Regions from separate parts of the Mus musculus genome. Here region 1 is linked to region 2. A link is a contact called in public promoter capture Hi-C data. All regions are on one chromosome and are shown on one strand. The core of a region is the stretch at or near the end of the contact, and the rest is flanking DNA. Distances in the headings are between cores, read along the strand shown. Region 1 holds the start of Cd4 (CD4 antigen). Region 2 holds the start of Ing4 (inhibitor of growth family, member 4).

The links. Promoter capture Hi-C pulls out the DNA fragments that hold promoters and counts their contacts.
Region 1: a contact with region 2 is called in a promoter capture Hi-C map of stem cell-derived epiblast-like cells, with 3 times the contacts expected there. The contact joins the promoter of Cd4 here to the promoter of Ing4 in region 2. A contact is called at or near these places in 25 of 39 promoter capture datasets (the 3T3-L1 cell line, the C10 cell line, the HPC-7 cell line and 14 more), 7 of 484 Hi-C or Micro-C datasets (CD4 T cells, brown adipocytes, embryonic fibroblasts and 3 more), 11 of 115 datasets of contacts at active chromatin or transcription factors (the 230-238 cell line, T-cell acute lymphoblastic leukemia, bone marrow-derived macrophages and 8 more) and 4 of 9 other capture datasets (adipose tissue, liver, macrophages and 1 more).

What each region holds. Positions count from the first base shown.
Region 1 is chr6:124,882,913-124,890,574 of GRCm38.p6, forward strand. Cd4 (CD4 antigen) reads right to left here and starts at 5,288. Exons shown (of 10, transcript NM_013488.3): 1 at 5,168-5,288.
Region 2 is chr6:125,038,302-125,045,332 of GRCm38.p6, forward strand. Ing4 (inhibitor of growth family, member 4) reads left to right here and starts at 1,547. Exons shown (of 8, transcript NM_133345.2): 1 at 1,547-1,596; 2 at 5,653-5,724. The coding sequence starts at 1,560. All of the region lies in intron 1 of 4930557K07Rik (RIKEN cDNA 4930557K07 gene), which reads right to left.

The sequences.
Region 1 (7,662 bases), core at 4,038-6,537, 150 kb before region 2:
CTCTGCGTCTGTGGCAAGGATGGGAATGCTTTAATATAAAATTTCCAAAAAAATTAAAAGCAGCATTTGGGACTGTGGCTCGGTTAGTAAGTATCTGCCTAGTGTGTGTGAGGCCATGGGTTCAGGAGCACCGGCCATGGAGTGGTCCGAGCTGTGGTGGTGTATACTGATAATCCCTGCACAGAAGGTAGAAAGAGGCAGGAAATCGGGAGTTCAAGGCCATCCTCAGAGGACCGTTCTCAGTCCTTCGGGGTGTGCTAGAAGTGCTAAGAACTAACACAGCACAGGGGGCTATATATAGGAACATATTTGGGGGCTGGCAATAAATCCTAACAGGCAAGCTAGAAGAGTTGAGATTGGTTCTGGTGATGAGTGAAATCACTGTTATTTACACACGCATACACACACACACATACACACACACACACACACACACACACACACACACACACACGGGCATGCGCACATGCACGAAGGCAATGCAACCCAGCGGCCCAGGCTCTAAGTGGGGCTCAGGGAAGTGACTATTAAGGGTGAGTCTCAACAGGGAATCTGGTCCAGAGCTGGTGAGGCAAGATATTCACGAAGAGTTAATTATTATTCTTTATCCCAAGCCTGATTTTTCTGTCCCCTTGAATAACCCCTGCTGTGTTGCTCTGTAGCAATCTGCCCTTTCTGAACTCAATCAGTTCTCTCTTGATGCTCTCTTGGCCATGTCGCCTCTGCCACCTTAACCGAGAGTGATTCACATAATCCCTTCCCCGCTAGCGTGAACTCTACAAGGACAGAGATGACAGTCTCAAGCTGCCTTAAGCCACCACGAGGCTGGCACCAGTGGAAGTGGATAATATCCCTGTTTAATTTAAGCCAAATAGGATGAACAGAGGCAAATACCTCATTGGTGCATCTTCCTATACGCAGTACCTGGATTCTGTTCCTTAAATGGGTCACTGAAGGCCGAGGACATAGCTCAGGGGTACAGGGTCTGCTTTGCATGCCCTGGGTCTTATCCTCAGTATTACAAAAATGTAGCTTCAAGGAAAGAAGGGCGAGGGAGAAGGAGGGAACCTGAGAAGGAAGGCCAGTCACTAAGTGTATACTCACACCCAGCCCTGGCCTGGATAGAGCCAAGTCACCCCACCATGTCCCCAAAATTCCACCAAAGGAGCTGGCTGCTACTAACTGTGTCCTTTAGGCTTCCTGGCTCTCCAGTGACCACTTGGGGCTGCCAATGAGAAATGTCAAAAAGAGAGGGGAGTATCCTAGCCAGAGACTAGAGTATTTCCCTACTCTCTATCCACACTCTGGGTGTGTTTGATGCCAAAAGCTGCGTGTCCGCTCTCCCTCTGCCCTGCCCCATTACAACTGCTGCCTGTTGGTCCTTGTCCACAAGTTAGGCTCTTCCTGACTTCTAGAAACATGATTTTTGCCTTTTTAAACACTTCACTGTTGTTGCTAGCGTCTGTGCCCCTCAACATACGGGTTAGTGTCCTTAGCCCTGTCCCTCACACTGTGATAACTCCCTTTCTACACAATCCCTTGAAGTCAGGTCATGGTCATGACACTTGCAGTTTTATCCACTGGGCCATCTGGATCCCACATACATAATTCTTGACGGAGACGTAGCACTCAGAGGAGGTGTGGGGGATTCGTTCTAACAACATGGCTTAGGGGAAGCTAAGAAATAGCTCTGTCCAGATCCTCCACTGGCTGAAAGGAGAATCTAACAGGACCTAAAACACAAAGATGCTTCAAATGGCTAGACAGATGATAAGTAGATGATAGATAGATAGATAGATAGATAGATAGATAGATAGATAGATAGATAGACAGATAGATAGATATATAGAATAAATTTTGTTTAAACAGAGAACTAGAAAGAGAAATAGCCAAAAGAGAGGTTTCTGGGGAAGGCAGGCCTGAGACTAGTCATTATAGTCACAGAGGAGATTACAAGTTGGCACAGTTGACTTGGGCCAGGGCCTGCAAAGCATTTAAGGGAAGGGTGTGGGGTGATAAGAGTTGAAGGAGCAGCCTAGGCCCAAGAAGGTTTCCTGCTGTCCCTACCCTAGATGGAAAACCTTGATGAGCGGGTGTGTCAGTCCCTGGTGAGTAGAAGTTAACAGAGAAACCAAGTCTCTATTGGGCTCTTCCTCCTTGGGATCTAAATTCACGTAGCTCTGATAAAGATGCTGGAGGAACGAGGGCATTCCTGGCTCTTCCCCAGAGGGTAGGCACTTTCTCTCCCTCACTGTACAACCTTGGAGTCTGTCTCCAGCTCCTGGCCCCACACCAACGCACGCTGGGAATTGGCTCAGTGGAGGAGGCTGTGGGTTTCCAGCCACAGCCTGCATTGGTGCTTCAGGTTTCCGCTGCTACCCCAGAGACCTGGCCTTTGATTCCCACATCCTCAGCCTCCCCAGAGGCGCTATATCTCATAAAGAGTAAGCGCAGCATCCTGTGTACGTCACCCCTGGGAAAGGATGCAAGAGCTGACTGGCTGCAATGTCCCCCTCCCCCGTCTCTGCTCATGTCTGCATTTCTCAATCTATTTTTCCATGCTTGTGCTTTGGCCTTCAGCTCCTTGGATGTCTTCCTCTGAGCTGCAGCCTTTAGTGTTCTCTTCCCCTTGGAGTGCCCCCTATCTCCTCTTTCTCCCCTTTCCTCTCCTCAGATGCCACCAAGATCTCTGGTTCCTTCTACCCTGTAAACAAGTAGCCTGGCTTCTGGTAGGTCTTCCAGGAGCTTTGATCTGACAGGAAGCTGTGGAGTATAGGCTGGACCGGAAGGGTGGATGTGAGAGGAATTGGCTGCAGAGTTGAGGGAGAGGGGACATGTTTTCTGGAAAAAAACAAACAAACAAACAAACAACAACAACAACAAACCAACCACAGAAGCCTCAAGGGAAGACAGGAGCGAAAGAGAAAGGGACAAAGAAAAGTCAGTAAGCAACAACCACCCTTCACAGGATCCATCAACACATGACAAGAACATGTCAGAAGGAGAGGCATAGGAATGAAGAGACTCTAGAAGGCAAGATACATGCAGAGAACTCAACACCAAAAGAACAAAGAGAGGGACCACACAAGGGATGTTATCAAGTGACAGTACACACCACACACCTTTTAAGGTACTTGGGGTTCCTGCCACCCTCACATGGCCCCCAGAGATGGGAGAGGAGGGCACAGTTCCAGCACAGCAGCCCCACCACAGTGACAGCCTGTGGTCCCGAATGCGTTTTCATCTTCTCCTCATGGCCCCCCAGTCAGCCCACTCTAGCCCAGTTGTGGGATGTGCCCCCCGCCACACACCCTTCCTCTGTTGCCTAGCTTCGTATAAACTTCCTAGAGATGTGACCCTCTAAGCGACCCTTGTGGTTCAGTGGCTGCAACCTCTGCCACCCTCTCCTTTGCCTCGGGTGCCTACACGCAGCGGGTGGGTGGCAGTGGGTGGGAGCTCTGTAACCCCTGCTTCTCTTGACTCAGAAAGAAAGGTCTAAACAATGCTGTAAGCAGCACTGAACATTCACACCCTACAGACACATCTACATCCTCCCTTCCGTCATCCCCTTTCCCATCTCCATCCAAGGTATTTAACCCAACAAATGTTTATTAAGTGTCTAAAATGTGCCAACCACTGCGGTCAAGAGTGAGACCGAAGGCCACTTGGAGCCTCTTCCTAGAACTGGTTGACCGTGGGGAAGACTCTGTACATAGAGGCAGGCCTCTTCTGTGAGGGCCTCGGATTGAAAGGGAAAACTGGTTCTAGGTATCTGGCTCCTCGGAGGATCTTTCTTTAGTGGTTCAGGGCGGCCATTTTGTATTAACCTAGAGAATCTAAGATAGCATCGGAAATGGTCAGAACACTAAATAGCACTGGCCTCCCTCATCGGGTTCTCCCAGCCTTGCTTCCAAAAAGAGTTCCCTACGAGACCAGGATATTCCGCTATTCCACTCAGAAGAGTTTTTGAATTACCTCAACGGAACCTTTCTATTTTGAAGGGTCAGAATGAACCTCAGGAGACCACTGTCTGGGAACAAGTCTATGAACTGAAGGACACTCAGGGGCACAACATAACTTCAAGACCATGTGGCTCTGGGGAAGGAGAAAGGTCTGAGGGTGTGGAGACAGGGAAGCTCACCCCATCTTGAGAAATAGAGTCCTGACTTATGACCGCTTTGTACCAAGCCCTCTGGGGTCTGTAGCCAAGACTAATTCTCTTAGAATTAATTATTCTAACATGTCTACTTTTAAAAAAAAAAGTGTCCCTTTACAGCAATTCATAGATAAGGGGCCAGTTTTAACATTTTCTGATAAAATCCCCTCCTCAACTCCTAACCCAGGGTAACTAAAACAGAGTCCCCTTAGAACATTTCAAAAACCCTAAATATCAGCCCAGACAGAGTGGCATGTGCCTTGGTCCCAGCTACTGGGGAAGCTGAAGCAATAATATCATCTGGGCCCAGGATATTGAGACCAGCCCAGGCAACACAGTGAAACCTCAGAAACAAAACACAACAAGCCAAAACCCTAAAACTTCACAGAAGAAAACAAGAGTTTAACAGCTCACGTCAACACAAATGAAATTGAGCGAGCCCAAAATGGACCATGTGGCCTGCAGTGTTCTTGATTGCATGATCCTTGGTGAAGACTTTTAAGAAAGTTTTTTTTTTTTAATTGCATATCGTCCACTCTGTTTTTCTTGTGTTTTCTGTTTCTTTTTGTTGTTGTTGTTTTGTTTTAGTGTCTCTTCCATTCTCAAAGTTTCCTCTTTCTAATCTTCAGTCCTCTGCTAAATTATTTCTGTATTTTCTCTCTCCCCAGCTTTCCACTCCCCACTATTGCCCCCACACCCCACCATGTCCCAGCTGCCTTTCTACCCCTCTGACTTTGCATTCTTCCTGGGGTGGTTCAAGGGGGCACCTACTGCTCTGAGCACTAAACTATACTTGGGGCCATGGGCAGGCAAAGATGAGAAGGGCTTACTGCTGAGCCTTTCGAAGCTCATGATTCCAGTGGGAGATCACTGTTCATGACCCGTTCTAAGAGGAATACAGGAGAACCCCAGGCCACAACTGAGAACAGAGAACTGCATCCAGAACATTCCGGCACATTAGCTGCCCCTTCCAGCTCCTTGAAAGAACAAAGTTGAACACGTCCCTCTTACCTCTGGCCAGTCCTTCCTTCACTCTGCTTCTTGCACAGGTGTGTGTATATGAGGGCTCGAGACTTTGCAAACAGGTACCTAGTGAAGAAGAGAGTCTTGCTTTGCCTTCACAGATGTTCGTAAATGAAAAGACAGGAAGCCTGGTCGTGAGGCTCCTCTGCACGGCGGACGTAAGCCAGCCCTCAGGAGTCCCTCCCTCCCACCCCCAGTTGTTGGGGAAGTTGAAAAATTAAAAATGCCAAAGTCACTGAAAATGCCTGAGCAGAATCAAGCTGGAGTCTGGAATGTCACTATTGTTTGGTGCCGTAAAAAGCTGAAACAGCCTGGTTAGGTCAACGTGAGGCAAGGCTTACAGGCACGGGCACGGGCACGGGCATGTAACTGTAACCCCAGCACTGGGTGATTTAGGCAGAAAAATCACAAGCTCAAGGCCAGACTAGGCTGCCTATGCAGTAATGCCATGTTTTAAAAAAAAAAGTTAGCAATTTAATCAATGGAAAATTTAGATTACGTTGCCCAACAGATCCACTAAGTCGGCTGTTCTAGAGATGACAAAGAGCCCATAGGGAAACAGCAAGAGTCAACACGGCTCTGTGGCAGCTAAAGACATAGTGGTTTGGCTTTCCCTTACTCCATTGCTGGAGATTGAGTGGGTAGCACATGGCCAAGGTGCAAAAAAGCATGCATGATGAGAACCTTGTGTGTCTCCTCTATGGGGAAGGCAGAAAGAAGCCATTCAGACTGTGTGCCCATCTTACAGGAAGAGTAGGGCCACTGTTTTGGACAGGTAAGCAAACACGCTACACTTCCTTTAGTGACAATTTGAGAGCAGCTGTGGTGATCCCTCTGAGGGCTTCTCATTACACACCCCTGAGAGCATCTGTGCAATGTGCAGCCTGTGATCAGCAGACTGTATATCTGACTCGCTGTGGCAGAGAGGCCTGGACTGCAATACGAACATCTGAGAAGACAGGAATGACTGGAGACTAGGGAGCAGTCTGTTGCTAACATTCCCCATATTCTCCTCTAGCCCAGATCTCACCTAAGCTCTGCAGACTGTGGTGGTTTGACTAAGAATGGCCCTAATAGGTTCATGTATTTGAATGCTAAGTCACCAGAGAGTAGTACTATTTGAAAGGATTATAAGGACTAAGAAGTGTGGCCTTATTGGAGGAAGTATATCACTGGGGGAAGGCTTTGAGGTTTTAAAAGTCCATGCCAAGCCCAGTCTCCTTCCTCTCTCTCTCTCTCTCTCTGTTCTTCCCTCCCTCCTTCCCTCTCTCTCTGTTCTCCCCCCCCACACCCCCCCCCCACAGATCAGGATGTAGCTCTTAGCTACTGGTCCAGCACCATGAAGATAATAGACTCCCTCTGAAACTGCAAGCAAGTCCCCGATTAAATGGTTTCCTTCATGAGAGTTGCCTTGGTCATTGTGTCTCTTCACATAGCAATTTCCATAAATCTCAGACTAGTTCTGGACAGACTTAGCATCTGCCTGCCCTTGCCTCAAGTTTTCTACAGAGTGACGGCAAGATAGCTAAGCCAAACACATTGAATGCAATCTTTTACTTCCTCAGTCCCCAATCCCTGTCATGTATCTATTTACAAATTCTTCTAAATGTCTTTCAAATCTCTCTAGGTCATTCTGAACCACTATGTCAGCGTAGGGTGACATTGCCATTCTATGCCGGCATGGTGGCTCCAGTCCCTAACTCCCATGTCCTGGCCTCTCCTGTTGGGATCCAGATGGTTCGCTGTTCCTTTATTGGGCACAAATCCTGACCCAGATGCAGCCCCATGACTGCCTGACTTTGGAAAACTTCAAGCACAGATAAAACCTTGGAGGAATGTCCTCTGGAGCCAAGCAAAGCCACAAGGTCAGGGGAGCTTGGCAGGAAGAACTCTTATAAGGGGGCAAAGGCACTCTTTATTCAAGTGCTGCTTGCAACAACAATCTCTTAGTGGCTAGAGAAGCCATATAGAAACAGTGGTAGGAAAAACAAACTCCGTTCATGTCTGTTTGTTTGTTCTTGAGAGTATTTCTCTCTGAAGAACAGCCTAGGCTATCCTGGAACTCCATTTATAGACCAGGCTGGCCTCAGAGTCATAGAAATCCTCCTGCCTCTGCCCCTTGAGTGCTGGGATTAAAGTCATGCACCACCACACCTGGCAAAATTGTTTAGTCTTGAGGTGAACCCAGAGTCTTGGGTCTCTGGCTACCATCACCCTCCCTGCCAAGGCCTTTGATACCCATGGCTGGTGGGTACCCACTCTGTCTTCTGCTTTCCTCCAGGTCATGTTCCACACAGCAGCCAGAGTGATCACTAAAAGGTATACACGTGTTCTAGCCATCCCCCTACTCTGAAAAAGTGGCTGGTTCTGGGCCTAAAGAGATGGCTCAGTGGTTAAGAGCACTGGCTGCTCTTCCAGAGGATCCAGGTTCTATTCCCAACACCTGCCTGGTGGCTCACAACTGTGTGTAACTTCAGCACCAG
Region 2 (7,031 bases), core at 297-2,796:
AGGAACCCCCAACCCCATATTATCCAAATTCTACTGGGCACTGTGTACGTATACATAGTGTCTCATTAGACTGCAGTGCAAAGGTTTCCAGTGATGGAAACTATAACCAGCTACTGGGTTTAAGATGGAAGAAAATGCCAAATGCAGTGAGCTTCCCATGATAATAATGGTTATCATGTTCACCTAAAATGGAAGACCATTGTGCTGGACAGAGCAGAACAAGAAACTTAAGAAACTTCTCACAGTCTACCATGAAAGGATTCGGCTAATTTCCCAAGACTGCTTCATGAAGATTAAATCCTTCATACAGTACTGAAAAGATTGGCAAATGTTCTCCTATCTGAGACCTAGCCAGCTGTCACTACTTGGTGATGTGGATAAAGAAGTCTCATTTAATTTGGGACTGGGCATCCAGGACAGTAGTACCTCAGTATTGTTGGTTAGCTGCCTGGTGCACTTTCCACTCACCAACTATGGAGAGTTTGACAAACCTGTTCTCATCACAAGGATTGCAATCAGCTCCTCCTTTGTGGGTGAACATCCATTTCCACTTTTGCGCAATGATAATGTCTGTTATTCTCATTGTATAGGAAAAAGCCGGCCGAGTCAGTTATCCGACAGCATGCTCTTAGATTAGAATGGAGTCCACATCCTGCTGTCCTGCTTTAGCAACTGCTCAGCAGGAAACTTGGGCTTATTGGGTATAAAAGAGCTCAAATTTTATCTTACAAGTATGGGGTCTAACTACTGTGAAGGGTATATCAACTTGAGGCGACACCTATCTGCTAGAATCTACCACCAATACTAAGAGGTTTGAGTTCTCTTTCCCTAAGAGCAGCAACCTGACAGGTTTTGACTAGGGTGAAGGCTGCTATCTAGCATATACTTTGATGACCCAGTCTTTTCAGTACATAAGTCCATTACAAAACACAAACATGGATCTCCATATCGCACGCCTTTAATCCCAGCATTAGTGAGGCAGAGGAAGGTCTCTTGGAGTTCGAGAACAGCGAGGGCTACACAAAGAAACTTGTAAGTGATGAGAGATGCAAAGGGTTAAATTTGCAAAGCCTGACAACTTCTGAAGAAAGCATCTGCCTCCGAGACTATTCTACTTAAGCTGGGACGTTGGTGGCCAGATTCATAATTAGAAAAGCAAAACAGCTCGATTCCCTACTTGTTGAAAGCGATTATTTGCAAAATATAACTACACATAATAGATTCCCCCATTTACCAAACATTCCTAGTTTTGGAGGGAAAAAAGTTTGCTAGAGAATGCAAAATGGCGACTTCGCGTGACGTCATGCCTGTCGCAGACACATATTGCCGCCTTATTAAGGGCGGAAGCCAGGCTAAATCAGCCTCGCTGTAGATGACCGTGAATAGGCGCAAAAAAAAAAAAAAAAAAGTTCAGTTTCCGGCGGATGTATCCGAGGCAGATAGTTTAGTAAGGGCGGAAGTTCAGGTACGGAAAAGGTGTAATCCAAGAATGGTTACAGCGCCTGTCGTGTATCAGTCACTTCCGGGGAAGATCGGAAGTTGCTTTGTTTTGCTTCAAGATGGCTGCTGGGATGTATTTGGAACATTATCTGGACAGTAAGAGCCAACTGGAGAAGGGGGTCATGGGCCATAGAGTGGTGTAGAGGGTCCAGGTTGACAGACTTCATGGCCCCGAGGTTCTGGTAGCCTGAAGATCACAGGAAAAGGGTTCCGTGGGAAGATTTATTCGAGGGGGAAGAGGGAGGGGGCGGGGCAGTGGGCTTAGAGGCCTCGCTCAAGATCTGGACGAGGGAAGGGCTGCTCCGTGGGATCAGGGCTGGGCTTTAAAGGGTTAGGGGTAGCAGGAAAGTAGTTGCTGACTCAGTTCTTGAGGGTAGATTTTTTTTCCCCCCTAAGTTGTGCAGCGTCGTTACTTACGCACTGCCATTTGGAGCAGCTGCAGATATTCGACCTAATTCCTTTAGTCATTTATATCTCAAAAGTTGCTCCTCATTAAGCTTGCTGGGTGGAATAGAGCGACCACTGAGTTGATCGCTGAAATGCTTTACTTTATGAGCAAAATCCAGTTCTCAAAAAATGAGGAATATGTCTGTCTGTCTGTCTCCTCGCCTCCCTGGTCTTCCCCCTCCCCCGTCGTGTGTGTGTGTATGTGTGTATAGAGACTGGGAAGTGAGAAATCGGCTGGGGATATATTAGACTTTTAGGCAACTCTTAACCTGGGCATCTTAAAATAGAGCATTGATTTTAATAAAAGAAAGTAACTGATCAAATAATGGTAGCAGTCCAAATCAGAAGTGCAGACCTGGTCTTAGAGAATGACAGAAAGTTTTAGATATTAAACATGGCACACCTTTAATCCCAGCACTTGGGAGGCAGAGGCGGGCGGATTTCTAAGTTCGTGGCCAGCCAGGTCTACAGTTTGTTCCAGGACAGCCAGAGCTACACAGAGAAGCCCTGTCTCAAAAACAAACAAACAAAAAAAGATATTGAACATGGCAAGATTGATTGAATGACTTTGCGATTGAGAGAGAAGGAAAATCCAAGGTGAATTCTGCTTGGAAAATAAACTATCTAATCAGCAGTGTAGGAGATTCTGGAGTAATAACAATACATTAGTCTTTGCCTTAGAAATAGGCATTCAATCTGACAGTGAGATTATTCAGGAAAAAACTTCAGACAGTAAAAAAGACACTGAGCTCAAGAAAGCAGCATTTAAAGGATAAGATGTAGTGGTTCACGCCTTTAATTCCAGCACTCGGGAGGCAGAGGCAGGCGGATTTCTGAGTTCAAGGCCAGTCTAGTCTACAAAGTGAGTTCCAGGACAGCCAAGGCTACACAGAGAAACCCTGTCTCGGGAGAAAAAAAAATGTCGATGCTGGCAATACCAGAAGGCCTCTGACCTAGTATTCACTGCTAGGAGGAAGTAAGTTACTTGAACGAGAAGGTGGTGCCGACTGCCTCGGGAAAGATGAGTCATCTGATTTGGTAATCTGTTGTGACTAGTAATCCTAGTGAACTGCTGTCACAGACTTAAGAAGCCCCCTCTTGTTTTGTCTTTTCAGACAGTGTCTGATTTAGCCCAGGTTGACCTTGAACTCCAGGCCCTCCTTCTATCTCCACAGTGCTATTGATTATAAGCACCAAGCCATATTCAGTACAAACATTTTTTTACATTTGAGTTCGACTTACAGAAACACAAGTTTGGGTAGCACATACCTTTAATCCCAGCACTTGGAAAGATCTCTGAGTTTGAGACCAGCCTGGTATTATAAGGTGAGATCTCGGCCCGCCATGGCTACATAATGAAAGCCTGTCTTTATGTTTATATAGGAGATGACACTAGACCACTTGCCTAACAAGGGGCAGCCCCTGGGATTGAAGTTCAGTCTGCCCCACCACAGGGAGCGAGAGAGTGAGGTTAAGCTCTGTAGAGAAAATTTGCTTTTGTGGAGAAGCTTAACTAATAATACGTTTATTCAATTATTTATTTGACACTTTCTAAACATGAGGGGAATTTAAAATTTGATCCAGGCATGTGTCTCCTGGAAGGTTAGGGAGACATACCCAAAGTAACTATTAGTTATTTCGTTATGGTTGGATAAATACTAAAAATACTGGCTAGACTATCTCTTTTTTTTGTTTTTTTTTCATTTTGGTTTTTTTCGAGACAGGGTTTCTCTGTGTAGGCCTGGCTGTCCTGGAACTCTTTGTAGACCAGGCTGGCCTCGAACTCAGAAAACCGCCTGCCTCTGCCTCCCGAGTGTTGGGATGAAAGGCATGCGCCACCAAACCCGGCTCTAGCTAGACTATCTTGACAGCCTGTCTATGTAAGGCATTTGTCCGAGTCTGGGAAAGTCCGGTTCTGAAACTGCACTTTGAAGAATGAGAAGAAGTGGAGTGGGGGAAGCAGGTACTGTGTGGGTGGGATGAGGAAGCCAGGACTCCTGGAAAGTTGCTGACAAGTGTGAGGCGCTTAGAAGGCCAGTGTGTTATCAGAGAGAGCAAGAAGATGGCAAGGCTGAGTGAGCTAAGCCAGATAGGAAGTGTGGAACACAGCCTTAAGTTACTGGACGGTTACAGAACGCATGATGAGTGCTAAAGTTGAGAGCAAAGAAGATGGAGGTTGAAGCTAAAAGAGAGAAAGCTGGTTTATAGAATAAGGTCACCAAATAAGAAGAGGTTAGGAGGCTTGCAGAGACAGGAGGCTAGCTGAAAAAGAGGTTTCCCCTTTTGAGAAAGGGTGAATGAATCCTGTCACAAATAAATCCCTCATTTCAGGCTGGGCATGGAGCTCAGTTGGTAGAATGACTGCCTGGCATGCAAGGGCCCTGAGGTTTGATCCCCAACACTGTATACAGCTGGCATAGGACTATTAACACTGGACTATTAGGAGCCAACACATGACAAGAATCAGAATTTTATTGTTGGTCATCGTTGGCTACAAAGCAAGTTTGAGGCCAGCCTGGCCTACAGAGACCCTGTCCAAAAAAAAAAAAAAAAAAAAAAAACTTAAAAAAAGAAACAAACAAACAAAAGCAAGAAAAAACTCCAGTTTCAGATGAGGGGAAAACTGAATCACACTCCATTTTATATATATATGCATATATATTTTTTTTTAAGTTTTTTGTATTATTATACATAAGTACACTGTAGCTGTCTTCAGACGCACCAGAAGAGGGCATCAGATCTCATTAGGGATGGCTGTGAGCCACCATGTGGTTGCTGGGATTTGAACTCAGGACCTTTGGAAGAGCAGTCGGTGCTCTTAACCATTGAGCCATCTCTCCAGCCCCCCTTTTTTTTTTCAAAATACTGAATTGCACTTTAGAAAAGTATTTTTTTAAAGATTTATTTATTATATATATTTGAATATATATATATATTATTACTTATTATATGTAAGTACACTGTAGCTGTCTTCAGACACTCCAGAAGAGGGCGTCAGATCTTGTTACAGATGGTTGTGAGCCACCATGTGGTTGCTGGGATTTGAACTCCAGACCTTCGGAAGAGCAGTCGGGTGCTCTTACCCACTGAGCCATCTCACCAGCCCTAGAAAAGTATTTTAGTTAATTATTTTTTATTACCTATCCATCAATCATGGGAATGGGTATGTATGTGTGTGTATGCATGAATGCATGTCCCCTTGTAACTCAGAAACATTGTATCCCCAGAGCTGGAGCTATAGGGACTTGTAAGCCACTCAGTCTGGGTGCAGGGAACCAAACTCTGGACTCTGGAAGAACAGCCAGTGCTCCTGTCTGCCGAGCATCTCTGCAGCCCCTGAACTTTACTTTTGTCTATTTTCCTATTCTTTGTTTTGTCTTTTAAAACAATTATCTTATGTAACTAGGTGGCTCCAGATTCCCTATGTGGCCGAGCCTGACTTGAGTCATAATTCCCCTGCCTCTTCCTTTTGTTTCCAGCCTGAACTTCATTTTCAAAGGAGCCTTCAGTCGGCTAGGGTTGTAGATCAGGGGCAGCACGCTTGCCTAGCATACGCAAAGCCCTGGGTTCTATCCACAGCATCGCAGAAACAGTAAACAAAAGGTTAAATAGAAAGATGGCCGCAGCAAGCTGAGGTCTAGCTTAGTGGTAGAGCACTTGCCACAACTTAGGTGTACTGCAGTAACTATTTCTGTCTCTTCCCAGGTATTGAAAACCTCCCGTTTGAATTACAGAGAAACTTTCAGCTCATGAGGGACCTAGACCAAAGGACAGAGGGTACGTACAGAATAATAGGCTTTTCTTGATCACTGTGTGGTTTCCTGCTTTCTGCTACCGTACCATCTGGTGAACTGTGACTTACTTGGGGGAGGGAGGTGTGTATGCACGTATGTATGTATGTATGAATGTTCTGCCCATATGTATATCTATGTATCATGTGTGTGCCTGGTACACAGAGACCAGAAGACAGTATCAGATCTCCTGGAACTGGAGCTATAAAGATGGTTGTGAGCCACCATGTGGGTACTGGGCTCCAAACCCAGGTCCTCTGCAAGAAAACAGCCAGTGTTCTTAACCACTGAGCCATCTCTCCACCTTGACTTTCATGGACTCCTTAAAAGAAGATAATGGCCATCCTTTTCTACTTTTCCATATCAAATGAAGGATTGAGATAATACCTCAAGAATTCAGTGATGCTGAGCTGGCGAAACAGTTCAGTGGGTAAAGGTGTTTGCTACCAGGCCTGATGCCCTGAGTTTGATCCCCAGGACCCACACAGTAGAAGGAGAGAACCTCCCAGAAGTTGGTCCTGTGACCACAACCTGTGGGCCATTGTACACGTTCATCCACACACATACAAACTATGCACAAAATAAACAAGGTTCAGGGGTGTTACAGTTTTTGTACCTCTTTCCTCAAGACTAGAAGATACGAAGCCTAGACGTTGCTCCTGGTTTTGTTTTTTGCTTTTGCGTGAACGCAAGGTATGCCTCATTGCAGTGTTTGCTATCACCAAATCCACAGCACTTGAGGCTACATACGCCTGCATGGATGGCTGCTGGCAACTTTGCCAAGAAGCTATTACAAAGAAAGGGCAGGGCATGGTAGCATAGGCAGGTAGATCTTGGTGAGTTCGAGGCCAGCCTGTTGTACATATTGAGTTTCAGGCCAGCAAGGGCTATATGGTGGGACCCTGTTGGGGGGAAAAAAATCTGAGGTCATCCTTGTACATCTGGCACATACCCAGAGTTTGAGGTCTGCCTTGGCTACATGAGACCTTTTCCCCAAAAAACTAAAGAAATAAAAGTAACCAATAACAACAAAAGGGAAAGGAATAAAACAAAATGCATCAGGTAACATCAGAAGTGCTCTACTGTATTCCTCAACTCATAGACACATTGGATGTCATAACTCATAGGCGGTTAGAATCAGCTGGATTTTTCAGTCCTTGTACTCGGGGCTGAGTTGGCTCTCCTGAGGTGCCTGCCCTCTGGCGCCTGAGGAGCGCTTCACTGCAGAGCTCAGGCTGCTCTGCTCCGGAGGTAAGGTTCATTTTGAAGGTGTCCTCATACCCACTGAAGGAT